4 separate regions of the Gossypium hirsutum genome follow, and all the other regions are linked to region 1. A link is a contact called in public Hi-C data. All regions are on one chromosome and are shown on one strand. Each heading gives the region's core, a stretch centred on a gene start, on an enhancer-like site or on the middle of the called end of the contact. The rest is flanking DNA. Distances are from core to core; before and after follow the strand shown.

Region 1 (2,700 bases), core at 74-2,573:
CTTGCAAAGGCTGAGTATCACTGGATACACAAATGATTCCAACCAATGAACTATCATCGTCATCATCCTCATCATAAAAAGGAGTATAAGTTGCAACAGCCAAAAACCTCTCCCCCATTTTATTCTTGAAAGGAAATTGCCCAGTCCAGCTATCCCCCGTCATAACACAATGAACAATATTAAGTGCAACAGCGAAGTCCCTATGATCAACAAGAAGTTGAATGGCATCTTGCTCTAAAGCCTCTGCTGCTGAATAACCATAAAGTTTTTCGGCAGTTTTATTCCTGCAAAAAAGAAAAGCATAATTTTTTTTTTTAAAAAATGAAAAACTATGCTCAAATGATGACGCTTACTTAATACTTTTTTCTGTTTAAGTTACAATTTACTTCTAATTACAACCATAATTAATCGTTAAAAGCAAAAAATAACTAAATCAACTCAAACTAACTCATCAGAATAAATATAAGATCAAACCCAGTGAAATTTGAACTTTGGACCTCAAAGTTCCCTAACCTCCTTGCCTTTAAGCGAAAGGCCCCATTCTCTATGACGCTACTAAGTAGTTAATAAACAATGTTAAACCACATCACTAATTACTAATTTAGATCATAAAAACTTGGTGTTTGCAACTGAATAATCTTAAAAACGAAACCCTTTTCGCTTACCAATAAATTATACGGCCACTAAGATCAAATATATGAACAGATTGCCCCATAGACTGAAATATATTCAAATACTGGCTGTTAGTGAAATTGACGGCAGCTGGCCCGACGTTCCCGGTTCTTTCGATAGCTCCTCCTCTTCCTCCTACTCCTAAATCTCCTCCGGTGCCGCTGTCGCCATTGACAGTGTCATTGTTTCTGCTCTCTCTTCGCAACGGCGAGGAGTGCCGAAACGAAGCTGAATCTTTCTTCCAAGCAGCAAGCTTCGCCGCGTTCCCCGGGAAGCGCGGACGTCGAGGGGAAGTAGAGTGAGATCTTTGATGAGTTGAATTGGCCTTGGAATCGCCACCGGATTGTTTTAAAATAGAAATTTCTTGCTTGAGATCGGCATGTCCCGCTTCAAGTATTTGGATCTTCTTCAAAAGCTCCTCTGCTGAAGGGGTTTCCATATTCCCTTCAAACAATCGAGTTCAAAGCATGGATCTTCAAATCTTTCATAGCATATAAAGATTCTCAACCTCTCTCTGTGCGTGTTACAAACTTTCCTCTTCAACAGGTCAAACTCTAAGACTTAAAAAGACTGAATATTTTCTTTCCGGGCGGTTTCTCTGTTTCGGTTGGTAAGCGGCTAACTTTTTTATGTTAGATATTTTCATTAGTCAGATGTCTGTGTATAAGAAGATATTTTTAAAGCTATAGTTTTCTTTAATAAAAAGGGGTTAATTCACGTAACCATCCTTAAACTATGATCTAATTTTAAATTGGTCTCCAACTTAAAAACATCCTCACAATAGATTAAATTGAAAACATGTATCCACTTACCGTATGTATAGTTTGAATTTAATATTTTAAAAAATTGCCCTCTTAAATTTTATTTTATCAACACATTAAATCCAAACAGTTTATTTGATAGTTGCAGAAAAGTTTGTAATTTGGTTCCATATGTTAAATATGTTTCACATCAAGTCTAAACTACTATTTAATGCCTGAATAGAGGATTAAGTTGTTGGAAGGCTTTGAAAGATATGATACTACTATTTAAGACCCAAATAAATGATTAAGTTGGTAGAAGGATATGATTGATATAATATTAATACTTTAAAGATTTAATCAAACTATTTTGAACTTGAAGGATGAATTTAGAATTTTGAGGATAATATATGGATGTTTGTGGAATTAATCTAAAAAGGATGGGAAAGGGTTATTCCATGAATGTCAAAAAGGGTAAAGTCCAAAGCTTTGGGAAACCATTGGCATTGTCCTCATATAATAAATGAAAAACCCACATGATTTTGACAAAAATAATAATGAGAAATTGACATGGAATACGGAACACCTAACCTCATCTCATCCCCACACCCATCCATTCAGCCACGGTTTGTTCACATTAAAATATTTTAAAATTAAAATAATAAAGAGTGTTTATGTCATTCATTAATTTTATGATTTTTTACACTAAATAATTTAAATTACAATTTTAAAAAAAATTAAAATGGATTAATGATAAATTTGAAAGTTTAAGATTTGTTTGTGACTTTAATCTTTTGTGTTGTTATAAGCGTCACATAATTTATTATATAGGATAAACTATATAAACAGACATCTAATTATAAAAAATTTTCATTTTTAGCATTTAAAATAAAAAATTTACATTTTAAACCATCATATTACATAATTTAATCATTTTATTCACTCCCGTCAAAATCATAAATAGTAAGTTAATGTGATAATTAAAAAATTCAGTATAATAATAAATTTAACCCTCAATTTTTACATATTAAATCAATTTATTCATAATTTTTAAAATTAATCTTTAAAATTTACAAATAATCTCAATTTAATCTTAATTCTAAAAAATTTAAAGAAATATATAAATACATAAATATGTTAAAAAATATAATAATAAATTTAAAATTTTATATTAATATTAAATAAAATAAAATAAAATAACCTCCCCCACCGGACCTCTCCCACTCCCCCCACCGGACCTCCCCCACTACCATCCCCCTCTCTCTCGTTGTGTGCTACTGGAATTGTG
Region 2 (2,700 bases), core at 82-2,581, 130 kb before region 1:
CATTTAATTTTTTGAGGGGGATTTTTTTAATTTTAAAAATGTCATGTGTCACTAGGTGATTGATTAAGAGATTTTTTTAATGGTTAAGATAATTTGGATAATTAAGTATAATTTGGATATCACTTGAGATAACGGAATATAGTTTAGTACTATATGTGACAACACGGTTTTATGCTTTGGGTAAAATGGTATAATTTAAATACTATTTTTTGATTTAACCCTATTATTTAAGTTGTTTCATTAACTTAACCATCAATTTGAATATTAAATATCAACTATGTGGATTATATTTTGAACACAAATGCATCATTAACTCATTAATATAGTTTGGATTTAACATAATGTATACATATATATAATGAACTTAAAAATTACAGATTTAAACGTTATATTTTTACCTGTTAGATCCAAGCTTAAAATACAAGTAACCAAGATATATCCTTTAAATTAAATGCTTATGTTGAAGACATACCCAAAACGGCGACAGATTCTTCAAGGTTCATTCCTTTGTTGGTGAAAATATTAAGCATTTCAGAGACTCCAGCTGTTGCAGGAGGGAGCAATGCGTCTGGCAGTCGATGGCTAGGGGCGTGAGACGAATCCCGCCGTCCCAATGGGACTTTTATCCGTGGCCCTCCTGTCACCGCCACGGCCTCTCGAGCCGCCAATATCAGAATATCGGCACATGAGACTTGTTGGGGGCATTGAGCTTCCACCATTGATTTAACCATGCTTACTATCTCTCTCTTTCTTATCCCCAAATTCTTACTAGAAGCCATCTCTGTTGCCTCATTTCCATTTCCTGGATCAACTAGAATGGAAGCATCGCATCCCTGAGGTAAACAAAATTAAATGTCAAATGTTTCACATCCTTAGTGCACCAGCAAATTATAAAAAAAAATAAAGAATGTGACATAAAGACTGTTTTTGATGCATGCAAGAAACTCAAGTTTTATTATGCCTCTCTAAATTATAATCGTAAAACCAAAACTGTAAACCATCAACAAAGAATGGTTGTAAATCAGTGTACTACAAACGTCGGTACCTGAACTTGACAATCATGAAACATAAGCCTTAACAACGCAGATGCAGAAGTGGGATCGGTGAGAAATATAGGCTGAAGGCCATTTCTGACAATGTCCTCAACTTGTGGGCACGATTTCTCATAGAAATTATATGAAAGGCCGAAACCTTTAACATTAAAACTAAAACATTGAAACATGAAGAATACCACAACTATAGTTCTTCTCATAATAAAAGAACTTATAATTGCAGGCAGATACAGCTAATAAAGACCAAGAAAGATTATAGCTGCTGTGAAAAACAAAAATGAAGTAGTGTTGCATGGGAGAACATTATTTATACTACTTTTCCATTAATGATTATTAAAAGATGTAAACTTTAAAGGCTGTCAAAAACTATACCATCCGAACGTGACAACAATAAGGTGAGAATTGAATTACCCCACCGCAATGAATTAAGCTCATCTATATTTCATCAAACAGGCTCTATATTTAGAAATTTATAGCGTGAGTATATTAAAAGAAACTGTGGGATTCTGCTGAGCTAGCATTTGCTTTCTGAATCCTCACCCGTTCCATTCATCATTTAATTGTGATTTTCTCCATTTGGATTGAAGAATTATCTTTACCTGCCATCAGAACTGGAAATTGCTGATGAGAAAAGGGCAACCAAATGGTTGGTATTGAGTCTAAATGCTTATGAACAACCCCCTGTCCACATATTTTTCCTTCAAAAAGTTTTAAAGTTTCCTATCACCCAAGCAAGCCCTGCAGATTTAAGACCTACAGGTTTCCAAGTAAAGAACGGCTCAGAATATGCAATTATATTGGTCAATGTATTGAGTTGTAACCCAATTTAAAAGATATTACCACACTTTTCCTTTTTACAAAAATAAATAAGATTTTACAGATACAGAATTATAATAAGTGTACATACACTTATGGAAAACATTATTAATATATTACCAAATTTTACTACTTTCTTCATCAAGTACGTTTCTCAAAATTTAAACTTGCCCTGTTTCATTCTTATAAAATCAAGACAGCTAAAATTTATCCCACAAATTGCAACTCGTGCTTCTCGTGCTTGATTACATTTTTAAACGTTTTGAGTTGTCACCCACGTGAGACACCAAAATTAAGCTAACCATCATGAATTATTAAACCGGCAAGTATATCGGTAGGGTTTTTTTTCTTTATTTTATAAATAGTAGACAAAAAAAAACTGTAATTTGTGTTTTTATTAATATTTTATTATATTTTTATAAAATATTTATCAATCCCTTAATTTTATTTGTAAAATCTAAAAACTCTACTAACACTTTATCAAATATTTTTGCTTATCAAATATGTTAAAATTGTAAATCAAAATATAATATAAGCATTAAATTCGTTGTATTTTGGCAATAATATTTTAAATTAGTGACAAAAATATTATATTATAAATATAAAAATTTGAATTTAATCCCAATATATGGGTGTTATGTTATTTTGGTGTTAAATCTTAGTAATACGAAGGCATACGAATTTCATTTTTGGGATTTGGAGACAGAACAGAAGTTTATGGTAGGAGCATTGTTTTCATTTTGCTCTCTAATATTTATATATGGCAGTATGACAAATCATTGGCAAACACACCATCATTAACAGCCACGGTTACAAGTTGACTATATTTTTA
Region 3 (2,773 bases), core at 212-2,711, 210 kb before region 1:
GACCTCTCTTGCGGAACCAGCAGGAACCATGGCCTCCTTCAGTGCCTTCTCAAGCGCAATCAATTCTGGCTGTCCTGCCTATAGTAGAACAAATAAGTGAAGAACAACAGTAACAACTCAGTTTAGATATCTAGCTGAAGCTTAAACCAGTAGTAATTATTAAGATGCAATAAGGAATGAAAAAACTTACAGGAAATGTGTTATAAACAACATGATGTTCGATATCAAGGGGCTCCTTGGTCTCGAGACAGGAAGGCCTATGAGAGGGAAAGCTAACTCTCAGAAACTCCTCCAATTTCTGTGCATCGACATTGTACCGATAGCCACCATCTCCATTGAGACCAATTAGCACCATATTCACCTCGAGCGGAACCTGAAATGGAACCTGCACAACAGAACTTGTTCTAATCATAACCATAGATGAGTAAAACTAAGCTAACAGCCACAACCTCTTCATGTTTCTAGGGATTTCAGGAACGCAATTTAAATTTTGAATCACATTTTGGGAGAGATCAACTACGTAGCTCATTCACTCAAGTCGAAACCTATAATATTGGTAAGTTCCTTTAAAGTAATCACTAAAACAACAAAAAATCAATGAAAATTGGCGAGAAAAATGTCCATATAAGTTTCTTTAGAGATTTAACAAGATTTTTAGAAAGGGAACCTTTTCTAATCATAACCAGAGATGAGAAGAACTAAGCTAGCAGCCACTAACTCTTCAAGGTTCGAGAGATTTTCAGAACGCAATTCGAATTTTGAATTACATTTTAGGATAGATCAACTGTGTAGCTCAAATTCAGTCAATTCGAGTCCTATAATTTTCGTAAATTCGACGCTCTAAATTAATAATTAAAATGAAAAAACCTCGATGAAAACCCGATATTATTAATAATATGAATTTTTTCAAAAAAGAAAAAGAAAACTCGATGAAAATTGGCGAGGAAAAAGTCGTCATAATTTCTTCACAGATTTAACAAGATTTTCAGAGCGAGAATCGATTACCTCAGCACGCGCGTGGAGCGTGCGGCGAACATCGGATCGGACGCTGTCGCGAACTTCGAGGAATGCGCTATGGTGCCAGTGAGGGTGATCAGGGTCTCTTTTGAACGCTTGTTGAGTAGAATCGGATAAAGTTGCGAGTCCACTGAGTGTAACGAGAAATATCGAACATGATAACATAGACGATAACCTCGATCTCGATTCCATTTCAGTGATAAAAACAGAGGAGAAATGCGTGAAAATGGTTACTCAATTAATTTTGTATGAGCTTTTTAGCCACTACCGGCGATGACTTGCGCCTAGACTGAACTGGGAATTAATAATTTACGAAGTTTCCAAAATGATGCCTGCTTTTGTGGTTAAATTACGAGATGTAGAATGAAAACATTTTATAATGAGCCTTTTGATTTTGGGCAATCAATTTTCAACTTGAAGCAGCCCACCCCATCTTCTTTCATCAAATTACGACCGGTTAAACTTGGTGTATATTTTTCCCTTTGTTGTTTATGTTTAATTAGTACTTAATTTTAAAAATAGTTAAATAATTTGACATTTTTATTTAAAAACGTGTTTTTCCAGTGAAAAGAAAATTAAAATGATGAAAAATTGAAGGATGAAAAAATAAAAAGATAAAAGAAAATATTATTTTTCTTTTTATATATGTGTCGAGTAGAAAAGATGGAAAAGATTTTTTTCCTCCATTACCTGGTAAAATTGAAAGATTTAATGAAATAAAATAAAATATTTGAAATATATATAATTTAAACTAAGAGACACTTCTCCCACTTTCTCTCCAATCACCATTTCAATTTGGAAGAATTTATTTTTATGTATTAGAATGAAAAATTATTGTTTCTCTCATTTTCTTTCCCACCCAGCATATTTAAAATTTATTTTCTTTCCATTTTTCCACTCCCTTCTGACATTGCTCCACTTTTTTTCCTAACCAATCACACCCTTAAGCTTTGTTTGGTACAAAGGAAAGAAATTTAGAAAATTGGAGAGGAAAACTAGAAGGATGGAAAATATAAATTTTCTTTCAGTGGATATGCTTGGTAAAAAAGATGAAAAAAAATAATTTTTTTCTCTTAATTGCTTAGTAGAGTTGAAAAATGAAAGGAAAGCAAATAAAACAATCAAAAAATGTAAAATTTGAACAAACATACACTTCTCTCCCATTTTCTCTTTTCTGATCATTTTAATTTAGAAAGATTAATTTTTATACATTAGAATGGAAAATGATATCTCTCTTATTTTATTTTCTCTCACTTTTCTTCCCAACTAAGTACACTCTAAATTTATTTTCTTTCTATTTTTCCATTTTCTCCTTCTATTCCTCTATTTTTTTCATCCAACCAAATACACCTTAAAGTCATATGCAATAGTATAAACTTAAAAGGAATAGGTGCTTTTTTTTTTTTGAAAAAACACTTTTGGAATCAAAATAATATTCTTAGCCCTCATTTATCATTATACTTATTTTTTGTAATATTTATATTAGGTATACAATTATTTCACTTCTTGAAATTTATTTCAGCATTATTTATTGGAACTAATTTGTATTCTTATGTGATGCACAATTATATATATTAACTTTTTAATTCTTTTTTAACATTAATTTATGTTAATTTCTTCAAAAAATATTATTAAATTAAAAAATTAATGTAAATAAAAATATTTAACTAATTTAGAATAAGTTATATTAGTGTTATTTGATCTTAAAATTATTTACTATTAAAACAATACAAAAATTCATCATGGTATAAATATT
Region 4 (2,700 bases), core at 114-2,613, 190 kb before region 1:
TAGAAGTTAACCAAAAACTAATGCAATAGAGGGAATTCTTGGGTATTAAAGGCAACTTGCAAAACATAATGCACCATTTAAATACATCCAAACAATACCACATCCGGCTGCTTTTGAACCCGAATTCACTCTAATTTTAGCCACAAAATGAATAAGAAAAGAACTTGATAGTTAACTAAAAACCAGCCAAAGTAGAAAAATAGTTTCCAAATACGAGCATTTTGTTGCCTGCTTTCAACTGTAAACCGTACTCAAATACTCGATAAAAGTACCCAATCAAAAGCTGAACTTTTCTGAAGCCTAGAAAAAAGCAACAACTGACTGAAAATTATATTCATTTAGTAATCCAAATATGAACACATCTAAAAGAAAACCCTGAATGGTAACAAATCGAAGTTTACATTTTAGGGTCAACAGAGATGAAAGCAAGCATAAGAAATTATTGACAACACCCAAAGTGACGAACCTCGAAAGTGCTTGAACAAGTGATCGCAAACGTAACGAGCCGTCTCGGGTCCGCCGTGTCCATCGTAGATCCCAACAAAAGTGCCGTATTGGCCGGACTCGATCTGGCTCTGATCCTCAAGGACCTGGTTGGCTTGGATCACGGCCATGGAAAAATCCCCGGAACCATATTTCCCTATATCTCGATACCAAAGCAACCCATCTTTACCTTCTTTTGAGCCGCCACTACTTCCTCCGCCGCCAAGAACGCCGTTCGCCCCGTGATTTCCCTTCTCATGCCCGAATGGCTTCCAGCAGAGGGAGAGAAGATTCATGAATCCCTGGAGCATCAGACATCTCTCATCATCAAAACAAACAAACAAAAACCCAAAATCCCAAACCACCGTACAATTCCAAATTTCACAATAGGATGATGTGATCTGAGGTTTAAACCCAAAAAAGAAAAAAGAAAACCTCCCACCAAGTGGTAAAACAAGGAATCAAAAGAATGATATATGATGATTGAAGAAAAGGGTATGCGTAGGATAAGATGTTGAAGGTGGATGATAAAGAGGAAAGGGGGCGGTGGTGGGTGTTCGGTGGTAGAGGAACAGAGGAGGGTCGGTTGTTTTGGGGTGGTTCCTCTTTGAAGCAGATGCGTGTTATTTTCAATGTTTTTTTTTGTTTGTTTTGTATTGGATACAACATTCAAAAAAGAAAAAGAAAAAAAAAGCAGCAAAAAATCACTTCAATTCTTCTTTTTTCTTGTGTGTTGTTGGACTTGTATCGTGCCAATGCCTCGATGCCGCACTTTTATCCGGAGACAGCTTGTTTTCTTACATGTTTCTTTTCGATTTTGTTTTTGTTTTGTTGCTTTGTTTCCTCATCTCCTCTTCTTTCTTTTTTCTTGTGAAGTAATTTCTCAGTTGATGATTGAAACCTTAAATTCTTTATAAATAATTGCTAATTAAGTGGTTTTCAAGTCTTATTTTACTCGGAAGTAAAATGGTGTAATTCACTTCTTATCATCTAATTATCGTTAGAAAAATTCACTACTACAAGATCTTTGAATAGGAAGAAACATGTATTTTAATATACTCAAATTTATATACTAATGATAATGTTAATCAAATTAAAATTCAATTGATGTTATTATAGTAAAGACGTTAGATTAAACTAAGTGATGTATTAGATATCGTAGAATGCAGTGAACTTTTGGCTTTTCAAAACATAATTGAAGTAATCATTATTTATAGAAACGGATAGTTATGAAGCAGGAAATGTTAAAAATTCATTGAATAAGCCACCGATTGACTTAAAATTCAAGATAAGAGACAGACAGCTCTATAACTAAAAAAAAAAAAAACAGTTCCAAATGAGTGCTGGTTTTTCATTTATTTTTAAACTTGCGTTGACATTTAAACAAATAGGAGTGGGGGTGGTCCCTTCGAGAATTCCAATTTTGAACAGATGGGGAAAGCAAGCAAAGCATTAAATAAAGCTACCCCTAATTCCCAATAATAATAATGAAAAAGCCCCTAAATATTTTGGCTTGTTCAGGATTTGGACCAGCATTTGTGCGGTCACATTTTCTGAAAATGGGAGTGAAGGATAGAGACATCAACATCTTTGCTAGCTGTTGGCTTTGGGTTTGCCAATGAAATAAAGACAACCCACCATTGAAAGAGCGCTTCATCCCATCCAATGCTCCTATCATTGCTCTCATTTACTCTACTATTTGACGCACTTTTTTTTTTCTTCTGCCATCTGATGACACCATGAAAATGAACCCCAACACTCCTTTTTAGGCTATTTTGTTTGTCACCCCCTGGAAATATGGCTCATGTTTTATATTATTCACCTCTCAATCTGGTTTTACGATAGCAATAGGACGCACCTTTTTCTGTTTATATCCATTTATTAAATTTGTTTTTATCCCAGACTCTATTTATTATTCGTACTGACACGTTTCGTATTCCATTAATTATTTATTTGTCTATTTATATAATAAAAATTTGAATGTTAAAATATAAATTAAAATGTGCCTTTAATCTCTATATTTTTTGAAAATTAAGAATTTAGTCCATGTACTTGTATTGTTACGAATTTAGTCTTTTTATTTTTTAGATTTTAAAATTTAGATTAAATTGTTTAACACTGTTACCTTTTTTTATTGTTAAACAAATTGTCTTGACATTTTGAAATTTAAAAAAATTTATTCACTTGATAATTATGTAATTGAAAAAAATATTATAA

Evidence for each region. Hi-C and Micro-C count contacts between places; a contact is called where the count stands out from the background.
Region 2: a contact with region 1 is called in a Hi-C map of leaf, with 1.7 times the contacts expected there. The contact joins the promoter of LOC107895961 here to the promoter of LOC107896596 in region 1. A contact is called at or near these places in 4 of 34 Hi-C or Micro-C datasets (leaf and petal).
Region 3: a Hi-C map of leaf shows a contact between it and region 1, with 1.8 times the contacts expected there. The contact joins the promoter of LOC107896599 here to the promoter of LOC107896596 in region 1. A contact is called at or near these places in 2 of 34 Hi-C or Micro-C datasets (leaf and petal).
Region 4: a contact with region 1 is called in a Hi-C map of leaf, with 2.0 times the contacts expected there. The contact joins the promoter of LOC107896598 here to the promoter of LOC107896596 in region 1. A contact is called at or near these places in 2 of 34 Hi-C or Micro-C datasets (hypocotyl and leaf).

What each region holds. Positions count from the first base shown.
Region 1 is chrA10:101,241,747-101,244,446 of Gossypium_hirsutum_v2.1, reverse strand. LOC107896596 reads right to left here and starts at 1,323. Exons shown (of 13, transcript XM_016821793.2): 1 at 666-1,323; 2 at 1-284. The coding sequence starts at 1,111.
Region 2 is chrA10:101,371,209-101,373,908 of Gossypium_hirsutum_v2.1, reverse strand. LOC107895961 (peroxidase 29) reads right to left here and starts at 1,331. Exons shown (of 3, transcript XM_016821145.2): 1 at 1,046-1,331; 2 at 473-833. The coding sequence starts at 1,252.
Region 3 is chrA10:101,453,824-101,456,596 of Gossypium_hirsutum_v2.1, reverse strand. It overlaps LOC107896599, which reads right to left and starts at 1,461. Exons shown (of 16, transcript XM_041079142.1): 1 at 1,006-1,461; 2 at 191-385; 3 at 4-78. The coding sequence starts at 1,209.
Region 4 is chrA10:101,433,525-101,436,224 of Gossypium_hirsutum_v2.1, reverse strand. LOC107896598 (probable protein phosphatase 2C 42) reads right to left here and starts at 1,363. Exons shown (of 4, transcript XM_016821798.2): 1 at 467-1,363. The coding sequence starts at 794.